2 separate regions of the Callithrix jacchus genome follow, and region 2 is linked to region 1. The links are chromatin contacts, called in public Hi-C maps. All regions are on one chromosome and are shown on one strand. Each heading gives the region's core, a stretch centred on a gene start, on an enhancer-like site or on the middle of the called end of the contact. The rest is flanking DNA. Distances are from core to core; before and after follow the strand shown. Region 1 holds the start of SMU1 (SMU1 DNA replication regulator and spliceosomal factor). Region 2 has its middle 12 kb from the start of SPINK4.

The links. A called contact is a pair of places that touch in the nucleus more often than the background predicts.
Region 2: a Hi-C map of skeletal muscle shows a contact between it and region 1, with 4 times the contacts expected there. The contact joins the enhancer-like site here to the promoter of SMU1 in region 1. A contact is called at or near these places in 3 of 3 Hi-C or Micro-C datasets (induced pluripotent stem cells and skeletal muscle).

The regions. Positions count from the first base shown.
Region 1 is chr1:140,280,321-140,285,391 of calJac240_pri, reverse strand. SMU1 (SMU1 DNA replication regulator and spliceosomal factor) reads left to right here and starts at 2,295. Exons shown (of 12, transcript XM_002743007.7): 1 at 2,295-2,416. The coding sequence starts at 2,391.
Region 2 is chr1:140,418,666-140,423,668 of calJac240_pri, reverse strand. No RefSeq gene overlaps it. Among named protein-coding and RNA genes, the nearest start is that of SPINK4, 12 kb to the left of the region's middle. Within about 2 kb of position 2,683, at least 3 of the 16 cell types and tissues checked have an H3K27ac peak or open chromatin away from gene starts, as enhancers often do. A contact at or near this core is called in skeletal muscle, where this site is marked.

The sequences.
Region 1 (5,071 bases), core at 1,046-3,545:
TCCCACCTCATTTCCTTAATTACCAGTTAGACATTTGGAGGCCAGGTTTACAATGGTAGTTTTTCTGTGGCTGTCCTGCCCTCTGCTGGATTCAAGAGACAGATTGCAATATGGGGTCTTACAGGAGGGGGTCTATTTACCGGAAAGCGGGGCGGATCACGAGACTGGATTTCCCTCTGGGTTACTTTTGTTCACTAGAAATCTGGTCTGAGAGGTTGTGATCCAGCCTCTGAGTATGCAGTAAAGATTCTTGGTGAATACAGTTGCCTGATTTAGAGTTTAGAAGTTGTCTCTGTGTGTGCCTGCTTGTTTATTTATATATGGATGGAGAGATGTGAGAGACCTCATTTTTCTAGGGTTAAAAACAAAATTTCCTATACAAATTGATCTTTAGGAATTGGCAAAATTTATCAACTTGTGAACAAGAGATCAGCAAGGTTAAGAAAGCTATACTTTTGGGTATGGGAAAGGCATGGAAATGGATGGATTATTGGAATACTTACATAAGTAGCCAGTTCAGGGAAGGGAAACTAGGTATAGATTGTCATTTCATTATACATAGTAACAAAAATGTCATATTCCACTTTCTTATTACAGAATAAACATTAGTGAGGAGGGTTTGCGATGCCAGGAGCATTGACTATCAATCAGGGGTTAAAAATCCAATATATCGAAGAAGCAAAGGATAGGTATACATCTGTGGCTGCTTGCTAGTCATGATAAAGTTTCATTTCTCAAGAATGGTGCCCATGATCACATTGACGTGAATGCATAAACTACAGGCAAAGCAGCAAATAAGTTCTGACTTGAAACAGGCCACTTGGCCCCAGGGATTATCTCAAGCAGCATGTGATCAGACAGAATATAATTCACACTCCCTACCCTCCGCTGCCCCACCTTTTCTTTTTTAGTTTTTCTTTTAAAAATTAAATTTCCTTTTTCTTTTCTTTTTATTCTTTTTTTTTTTTTGAGATGGAATCTCACTCTGTCACCCAGGCTAGAGTGCAGTGGTACAATCTCGGCTGACTGTAACCTCTGCCTCCCAGGTTCAAGCTATTCTCCTGCCTCAGCCCCCTGAGTAGCTGGGATTACATGTGCATGCCACCATGCCCAGCATATTTTTGTATTTTTAGTAGAGACAGGGTTTCACCATGTTGGCCAGGCTGGTGTTGAACACGTGACCTCAGGTGATCCACCCACCTAAAACTCTCAGAGTGCTGGGATTACAGGTGTGAGCCATGGTGCCCAGCCAGATTTATTATTATTGTGCTGTAAATAATTTTAAAAATTTATATACACTAGTAATAAAACATTTAAAAATAGGTTTTATGTATGAACTTTACTGATACCTCTACATTTCATTTGTCACTACAAATGTAATAATGTGTGTGATCTAAAGTCCGGTGAGGGGCGCGGTGGCTAACGCCTGTAATCCCATTATTTTGAATGGCTGAGGTGGGAGGATGGCTTGAGTCCGAGGCGTCGAGGCTGCAGTGTGCCTTGATCGTGCCACCGCACTCCAACCTGGGCAACAAAGTAAGTCCCTGATTCTAAAAAATCCAAAACTAACCAACCAACCAACCAAAACCCCCAAAACCCTTAATTAACTCTTTCTATAAATTTTGTTACGTCGCTTTCGAATATATTAATATCCCAATCAAGTAGTGCATATTCAGCCTTATCTAAAATCTAATCAACTAATTACATCAAATGACAACCCCTCCTCTTCCTCCTCTTCCCTCCCCTCCCCTCCGCTGCCCTGACCTGCCCTCCTTTCCTAGTCCAGCCTGAATCCTTTTTTTTTTTGAGACAGAATCTCACTCTGTCGCCCAGGCTGGAAGTGCAGTAGCGCGATCTCGGCTCACTGCAACCTCTGCCTACTACGTTCAAGCGATCTCCTATTTCAGCCTCGCGAGTAGCTGGAATTACAAGCGTGGGCCACCACGCCCGGCTAATTTCTGTATTTTTAGTAGAGCAGGGGTTTCACCATGTTGGCCAGGCTGGTCTCCAACGCCTGACCTCAGGTGATCCATCCGCCTCGACCTCCCAAAGCGCTGGGAGTACAGTTGTGAGCCACCGCGTCCAGCCCCAGTGCTTTTGTTTTTCACTGCATTTGTGAGCTGTATGGCGCCCAGTGCTTTTAAACAGTCTTTCTCCAGGAGCTTATTTCTCTAGGGCAGGGGCATAAACTCCACCCTCTGACAGTCCCTCAAGGCCCCGCCCTTGCGCGCACCCCGCCCCTCTTTCTGATCATTCCGTCTGAAGGGCAGGCGCCGGACTCCGGTTGCCGACCCAAGCGGAAGTGACGTAAGGTGGCCGCCGGAGGTGTTGCTGTGTTGCGCGACTGGCCTTGAGGGAGAACTGGGGCCTGCTCCCTGAGAGATACAGCTATGTCGATCGAAATCGAATCCTCGGAGTGAGTCTCGTGGTGGGGATGTTCCAGCTGTGCCGGGCACCCGGAGGTTAAGGTTGTGGGGTGGAGGGTACTCGAGAGAAGGTATCGGAGAGGCTAGGGGAGGTTAGGGAGTGGAGGGCCATTTCGTTGGGCCCAAAGAAGCATCTTGGATCTGGCTAGCTCGGAGGTGGGCCGGCAAGGAAGTAGCCACCCTCAGACGTGAAGCCAAAGTCTCGAGGGAGGTGGCACGGGGTGGGGAAAACACCTTGCAAACCTGAGTTCTGTCCTTGGCCGACTGTGCTGTGATTGATCAAATTAAGGATCCACTCTGGACTCCAGTCTAATTATCACACAGGGGGCTTGGTCTCTTTAAGCCTTGCTTCTCTCCCTGCCCAACTTATGCAAAGTGATTCGTTTCTTCCTCTGTGCTTATACGGTCTCTTTGCTTTCCTCTGCCTAGCGTTTATCACTCAATATTTGATAACCTTACCCCAGACTAGCTTTGACGGTGCCTAGGGGCTCCTTTTCCTTGTGGTCTCAGCGTACCTTAGAGGAAGAGTTAATTGCTTTTGGAATGAAAGAACAACTAGCTATTTTATCAGGCCCTGAATTTTGGTTTGTTTGTGAGCTCTCTGTAGCTGTAAAGGAGAGACAGTCTCTGGAGACTGGGCTAGAAAGAAGAATTTTCAGGGAATGGGGGAGAAAAGTAATGACCAAAGACCTTTAGTGTGCTTTTCCAGAACTCCATCCTCCACCTGTCCTTGCCAACACTTAATAATGATTAAATTAACAGAATTGTGAGAGAGGACCTTTTTTGGAGACTTTTTTTTTTTTTTTTTGCAAGACGGAGTCTCACTCTGTTACCCAGGCTGGAGTGCAGTGGCGCAGTCTCGGCTTGCTGCAACCTCCGCCTCCTGGGTTCACGCATTTCTCCTGCCTCAGCCTCCCAAGTGGCTGAAACTACAGGCGCCCACCACCACGCCTGGCTACTTTTTTGATGTATTTTTAGTAGAGAGGGAGTTTCACTATGTTGGCCAGGCTGGTCGCGAACTCCTGACCTCTTGATCCGCCCACTTCAGCCTCCCAAAGTGCTGGGATTGCAGGTGTGAGCCACTGCACCTAGCCCTTTTTTGGAGACTCTTCATAGGAGGCAGGGAAGTTTATGCATTCTGCAAATACTGAAATCTATGTATTGTTATAGATGCTGGAAATACAGTAGTGAACAAAACAGACAAAAATCCTTCCTCTCATAGAACATACATTGTGACTGGGGAAGGCAAGCAATAGACAAAAACGATAAATAAAATATGAAATGTAACAGATGGTGGTAAATGCTTTGGACAAAAATGAAACAAAGAAGAATGATAGGGAGTGCTGGAGATTATGACAACTAGGTCAGGAAGGAGTTGGAAAGGATTCCATGCTTTGGGGCCTGAGTGGTACCTGTAATGACCATTCTCCCAGTCTTGACCTTGGCTGTAGCAGTAATGGCTACTGCATGTTTTGTTTTGTTTTTAATTAATAATAGTTACTATTGGGCCGGGCGTGGAAGCTCACACCTGTAATCCCAGCACTTTGGGAGGCCGTGGTGGACAGATCACGAGGTCAGGAGTTTGAAAACAGCCTGGCCAACATGGTGAAACCCTGTCTCTACTAAAAATTCAAAAATTAGCCTGGCATGGTGGCAGTCGCCTGTAATCCCAGTTACTCCAGAGGCTGAGGCAGAAGAATTGTTTGAACCCGGGAGGCAGAGATTGCAGTGAGCCGAGATCGCGCCATTGCACTCCAACTTGGGCAACAGAATGAGACTCAAAATAATAATAATAGTAGTTACTATATACTAAGTACTTTCTATGCTAAGCATGCTGTAAGTAGTATAATCAACCTTTTTATCAACCCTACAGGATAGGTATTTTTCTTAACAGATAAGGAAGCAGGCACAGAGATGTTAACTGACTTGTCCCAGGTCACATAATTTTGATTCAAATCCCAGATTGTCTTCAAAGCTTTTAGCTCTTTATATATTCGTTTGTGTTCGAAGGTAGAGAATTTGATTTTGGCTATGTCAAATTTGAGGTGTTTGAGGAGAGAGATGTCTTATTTTGGGAGTGCAAAATGAAAGTCACTGGAAATGTGCTAAGGAGGATAGTACCATACCAGAATAGTAGGGGTCTAAGCTTGGATACCTGCATACCTCAGAAAGGGGCCATGAGAGAAAAAGCCTACTGCAAATAGCAGCAATCAGTTCTCTTTTATAGTTGTTTTTAAGAAGAGGGGCCAGGCATGGTAGCTTACACTTATAATCCCAATGCTTTGGGAAGCTGAGGTATGTGGATCACTTGAGGTCAGGAATTTGAGACCAGTCTGGTCAACATGGCAAAACCCTGTCTCTACAAAAAACACAAACATTAGCTGGTGGGATGGTGCATACTTGTGGTCTCAGCTACTCAGGAGGCTGAGGTGAGAGGATCGCCTGATCCAAGGAAGTTGAGGCTGCAAAGAGCTGTGAGCACAACACTATTCTCCAGCCTGAGCTCTGGGAGTGAGAACCTGTCTTTAAAAAAAAAAAGAAAAGAAAAGAAAAGAAGTAAAGAAGAGAGTGTTTGCTTTCTCCTCAGGAATATATGTTCAAGAGCCACACTGCCAGTTTGAGTCCTGATTTTTCTACTTATTATC
Region 2 (5,003 bases), core at 1,434-3,933, 140 kb before region 1:
CTTCCAAGTAGCTGGGATTACAGCGGGAGAGCGTGATTACAGCCACCAGGCCCACTAGTTTTTGTATTTTAAGTAGAGACAGGGTTTCACCATACCCACATGCTGATCTTTCACCTGTAGGATGAATTCACTCACAAGAGCCCAGGGCTTCATAAGGCTGGACCAACAAGGGCCTCAGAATGGCTCCTGGATACAGGGGTGCTACATAGAGTAATCGCTCCTAGACTCACGTTGGGGTGCTGAGAGCTGCCTCTCCTCTGGGCTGTGCAGTGTCTTAGGGGTGGGCCAGGAGGCCATCAGTGCCTGGGCTCTTGGACACCTTGTCTGTGTGACCTTGTGCAAGTCATTGTACCTCTGAGCCTCAGTTGCTCATCTGTAATCAGCACTACCTGATGTGGTTGTGTGGAATGTGTTCTGTTCATCTCCAGGGGGTCCTGTTCCTTTCAGATTCCATGGGTGCTGCAGTATGCACTGAGTTGGAATGGGGGAAGGTAAGATATCTAGCAGCAAAGTTCAGAGGCCACGCAACCTGCCCAAAGGATCCTGGGATATGCTGGGGAACACCAAATCTTTGTTCACCATCTTCCACTCTCATGCTTCTCTTTGGGGCGTTGTCACCATGCTCTTCTGCTTATAAACAAACTTACTCTTTGCTATTAGGGGAGGGGAGGTATGGATGTGACTGCATTTCCTGACTTTGTGGACTAAAAGAACAGATTTTTCTTCTCTCCCCACAGCCTCCTTCCGTGTATAAAAGCCCAAGAGAAGACTCTGATTGGACTGGATACGTCATGTGCTCATCTCTGGACCAATCAATGTGGCCTGGAAATTGGGCATCTATGATGGGCCCGGCTGAGGTCACACGTATCTTACTGCTGCCAAAGGAACAGGATAAAATGATTAGTGATTTGGGGGCCTGGCAAATGGCACAACCTAAGAGCCCAAAAGGCAAAAGTCTTCAGTCAGTCCCAGGAGCCCTGGAAATTCTTTCCTTTCCATGATGCTCCCTTTCCACATCCAAGGTGGCCCTAGTTGGTACCCACCCTCTCAAGGCAGACTCACTTCCAGGCAGGCACTTTCAGCATGCCCATGGGCACTGGTCCAAGACAGGCGAGGGAGAGGTCTGGTTCTTATGCTTGAAGGTGCCCAGTAAATATTTGCAATGAGTCAGTGTGTTGACAGGTGGCCTCAGGGCTTGTCAGTCCCTTCCTGGTGATTGTCTCCTGCCTGGCCCTTGAGCTGCCTGAAGATCTCTGCTGGCCTCTCCCTGTGGTGGGTATGATCTGGGCATGGTCTCCTGCCAGGGTGTCCTGCCCACCTCTTTCTGCTAGCCTCAAGGAGGGGTCCTTAGATCCACACCAGGAACTCTTAACCTGTCCAACTTCTGCTGTCCCCTCCTGTCTAGGATGCCAGGTTTCTATGAGGACTGAGAAGGGGAGAGGCTGAAGACAGGCACCGGCAAGGTGGAAAGAGCAGGGGCCAACCCTGTTTGATTGTGGCTCTGTCACTTAACCATCTGTGTGACCTTGAGTAAATTCCTCTTTTTTTTTTTTTTGAGACAGGCTCTCACTCCATCACCCAGCCTGGAGTATAGTAGTGCTATCATGGTTCACTGCAACCTCCATCTTCTGGGCTCAAGGGATCCTCCTACCTCAGCCTCCCGAGTAGCTGAGGTTACAGGCATATGCCACCATGCCCAGCCAATTTTTGTAGAGATGGGGTTTTACCATGTTGGCCAGACTGGACTTGAACTCCTGAGCTCAAGCAGTCCACCCGCCTCAGCCTCCCACAGTGCTGGGATTACAGATCTGAGCCACTATACCTGGCCCTATTTTCCTCTTTAATAAAAGGAGGTTAAAAATAGCTTCTAGTTGGGATTAATGGGATATTTTTGTTAAATGCTATAACCAAGCTTCTGGCCTACTGAAAGCTCTTCCTCACAGTTCTTAAAACTTTACGTGTATTATATAAAACTCACAAAAACAATATGAGATGGGCCTTATAATTATATCCATTTTACAGATGAGAAAATTAAGGCTCAGAAAAATTAAATGACATGTTCAAAGTTTCCAGCATTGTAAGTGGCAGAGCCAGCATTCAAACAAATGTCTGATTTTAAATCTCAGACTCTTACCAGATTCCCCTGCCCACCATAGATTCTGGTTTCAAGTATATACACCCAGAAGCCCATCCTGGTCCAGTAACTGAAATAGCAGGAGCTGAAGGAGCCACACAATTTGAAGTGAGTTTCATGGAAAATTCTGTGGTCCAGCCATGGCAGGAGGTTGCCAAAACAGTCAAGTGTGGACCACAAGGGGAACCTCCCTGCAGCTGGGCCAGGCTAAAGTCTAGAGGTTCCTGAATATAGACCCTCTCCAGAAGGCAATGAATCCAGAGAGTCCAGGGAGAAGGTGGGAGGAGCTGCCGCTCACGCCCTACAGCACTCATAGGTTCAGCAGGCAGGACCCATGTGATCCCAGCTTGGCATCTTCCCAGACACAACCACTGGCAGTATCTATGGTCAGGCTAAGTTTAGAAACAGGGTCCAAAATAGTATACCCACCCTGCCACTGACTACAGCAACCTGCACACTCCTCACCAACATTCACATAGCACCTGTGTTGTCCTTGGCACTGTTCAGAGGGTGCACTGCTCCCTTCGCAGAACCTCTCATGCCTGGACCTGAGGGCCACCCTCGCCCTTCCTTTATGGGGAATGGGCTATGGCCGTGGAGTCTCCTGCCCTCTCCCTTCTTCTTCCCTCCCAGATTTGAAAAGAAGTCCTTGGACTCTTGCCAGAAGCTCCTCCTCCTGATGTGTCCAGCCTTAGGGTCTTCTGCTGTCCCTTTCTGAGAATCTGTGCTTGGTAGGAACCCAGGACAGCTCCAAGGAGAGGAAGGACTGTGGAAAGGGGCAGTGTGGTTTGGAGAAAGATCCCAGATTCAGGAATATGACAGAACTGGGTTTGAACCCTGACTTGGCCACTCGCTACCTGTGATAGGCGGAGTGATGCTCCTATCCCCCCAAATACCTACCTCCTTATCCCCAAAACCTATGAATGTGTTACCTCACATGGCAAAAGGGATTCTGCATCTGTGACCAAAGGAAGAATCTTGAGATGTGGAGGTTATCCTGGGTTACCTGGGTGTACTTGGGCCATAAGGTTCTCATAAGAGGGAGGCGGGAGAGTCAGAAGGAGCTGTGATGATGGAAGCAGAATGGGGGTGATGCAGGCCTGGAGCCCAGGGGTGGAGACAGCCCCAAGAAGCTGGCAAGGGCAAGGGACGGTTTCTTCCCTAGGGTCCCCAGAGGGAGCGCAGGCCTGCCCCCCATTTCAGACTCTGACCCCGAGGGGAGCAGCATGCATTGATGTTTGAAGCCTCTCTGTTTGTAGTAATTTGTTACTGTAGCCGTGGGACATAAAACCAGAGCTCTATGACCTTAAGCGAATTCCTCAACCCAGGAGCCCAAATTCCCTCATCTGTGAAATAGGATTAATAATGCATGGCTGAGTTCTGTGACTTGTGCCTATCATTCCAGCATTTTTGGGAGGCTGAGGTGAGAGGATTGCTCAAGCCCAGGAGTTTGTGATTAGCCTGGGCAATATAGGGAGACACCGTCTTGACAACACATTTAAAAATTAGCCAGGCCCGGAAGCACATGCCTATAGTCCCAGCTACTCGGGAGGCTGAGGTGTGAGGATTGAGCCTGGAGGTCGAGGCTATAGTGAGCACCACTGCACTCCTGCCTGACCTACAGAGTAGACCCTGTCTCAAAAATGACAACAATAAAAATAATGCCTACCTTGAAGTGTTGTATTAAAAAGTATATATTGGGGTTGGGTGAGGTGGCTCTTGCCTGTAATCCTAGCACTTTGGAAGGCAGAGGCAGGAGGATCATTTGAGGTCAGGAGTTCGAAACCAGCCTAGCCAAAATGGTGAAACCTCATCTCTACTAAAACTACAAAAGAATTAGCCTGGCCTGGTGGTGGCCTGTAATCCCAGCTACTCAGGCGGCTAAGGCAAGAGAATCACTTGAACCCCAGAGGCGGAGGTTGCAGTGAGCCAAGATCGCACCACTGTACTCCAGCCTGGGCGACAGAGTGAGTCTCTAACTAAAAAAAAAAAAGTACATATTAAATGCCTGGCTCATGACAAAACTTAATACATGATGCTATTATGAAAAGGAGGAAGACAGAGGTGAGGAGAAGCAGAAACAGGCACAAGAGCCTGCCCCAGTATATGCCTCTGGCACTCCAGTGGCTCCATGCCACCAATGCAAAGAATCAGCTTTGTCCTTCTGCCTTTCAGCTTTGGTATGACCAACAGTAGCCTATGTGGAAATGTGCAAGTGGCAAGCTGAGTCCTTCTTTTGTGAAGGAATTAAGCTGGTGACCTGAGAGAGCTGGTGTGTGGGGTCTATGTGTGTATGTGATTTCCAATTGCCTCCAGTTTCTCCACATCCTCAACATTTTGCTTTTAACATTCTAGTGGGTGTAAAGTGATATCTCATTGTGGTTTTAGTTTGCATTTTCCTGAAGACTAATAATGGTGGGCACTTTTTCATGTACTTTATATCCACTTGTATATCTCCAAGTGTCAAGTCACGTCTTTTTACCTATTTAAATAAATTGGGTTGTTCATATTTTTCTTGCTGATATAAATTTATTGTTGGTGGATGTGTAAAATGATACAACTTATGTGGAGAATTGTTTTTGGCAATTAAAAAATTACACATCCATCCATGCTATGACCTTGCAGTTTCATCCACAGTAAATAAAAAGCATATGTCTACACAAAGGCTTATTCATAAATATTCAGAGAAGCTTTATTTGTATTAGGCAAAAAGTGGAGACAATCCAAATGTCAGTCAGTGCACAAATAAACAACCTGTAATACAGCTATACAGTGGAATACCACCTGGCAACAAACATAAATTAACTATTGACACATGCTACAACATGACTGAATCTCAAAAACATTATGATTCCCGAAAGAAGACAAA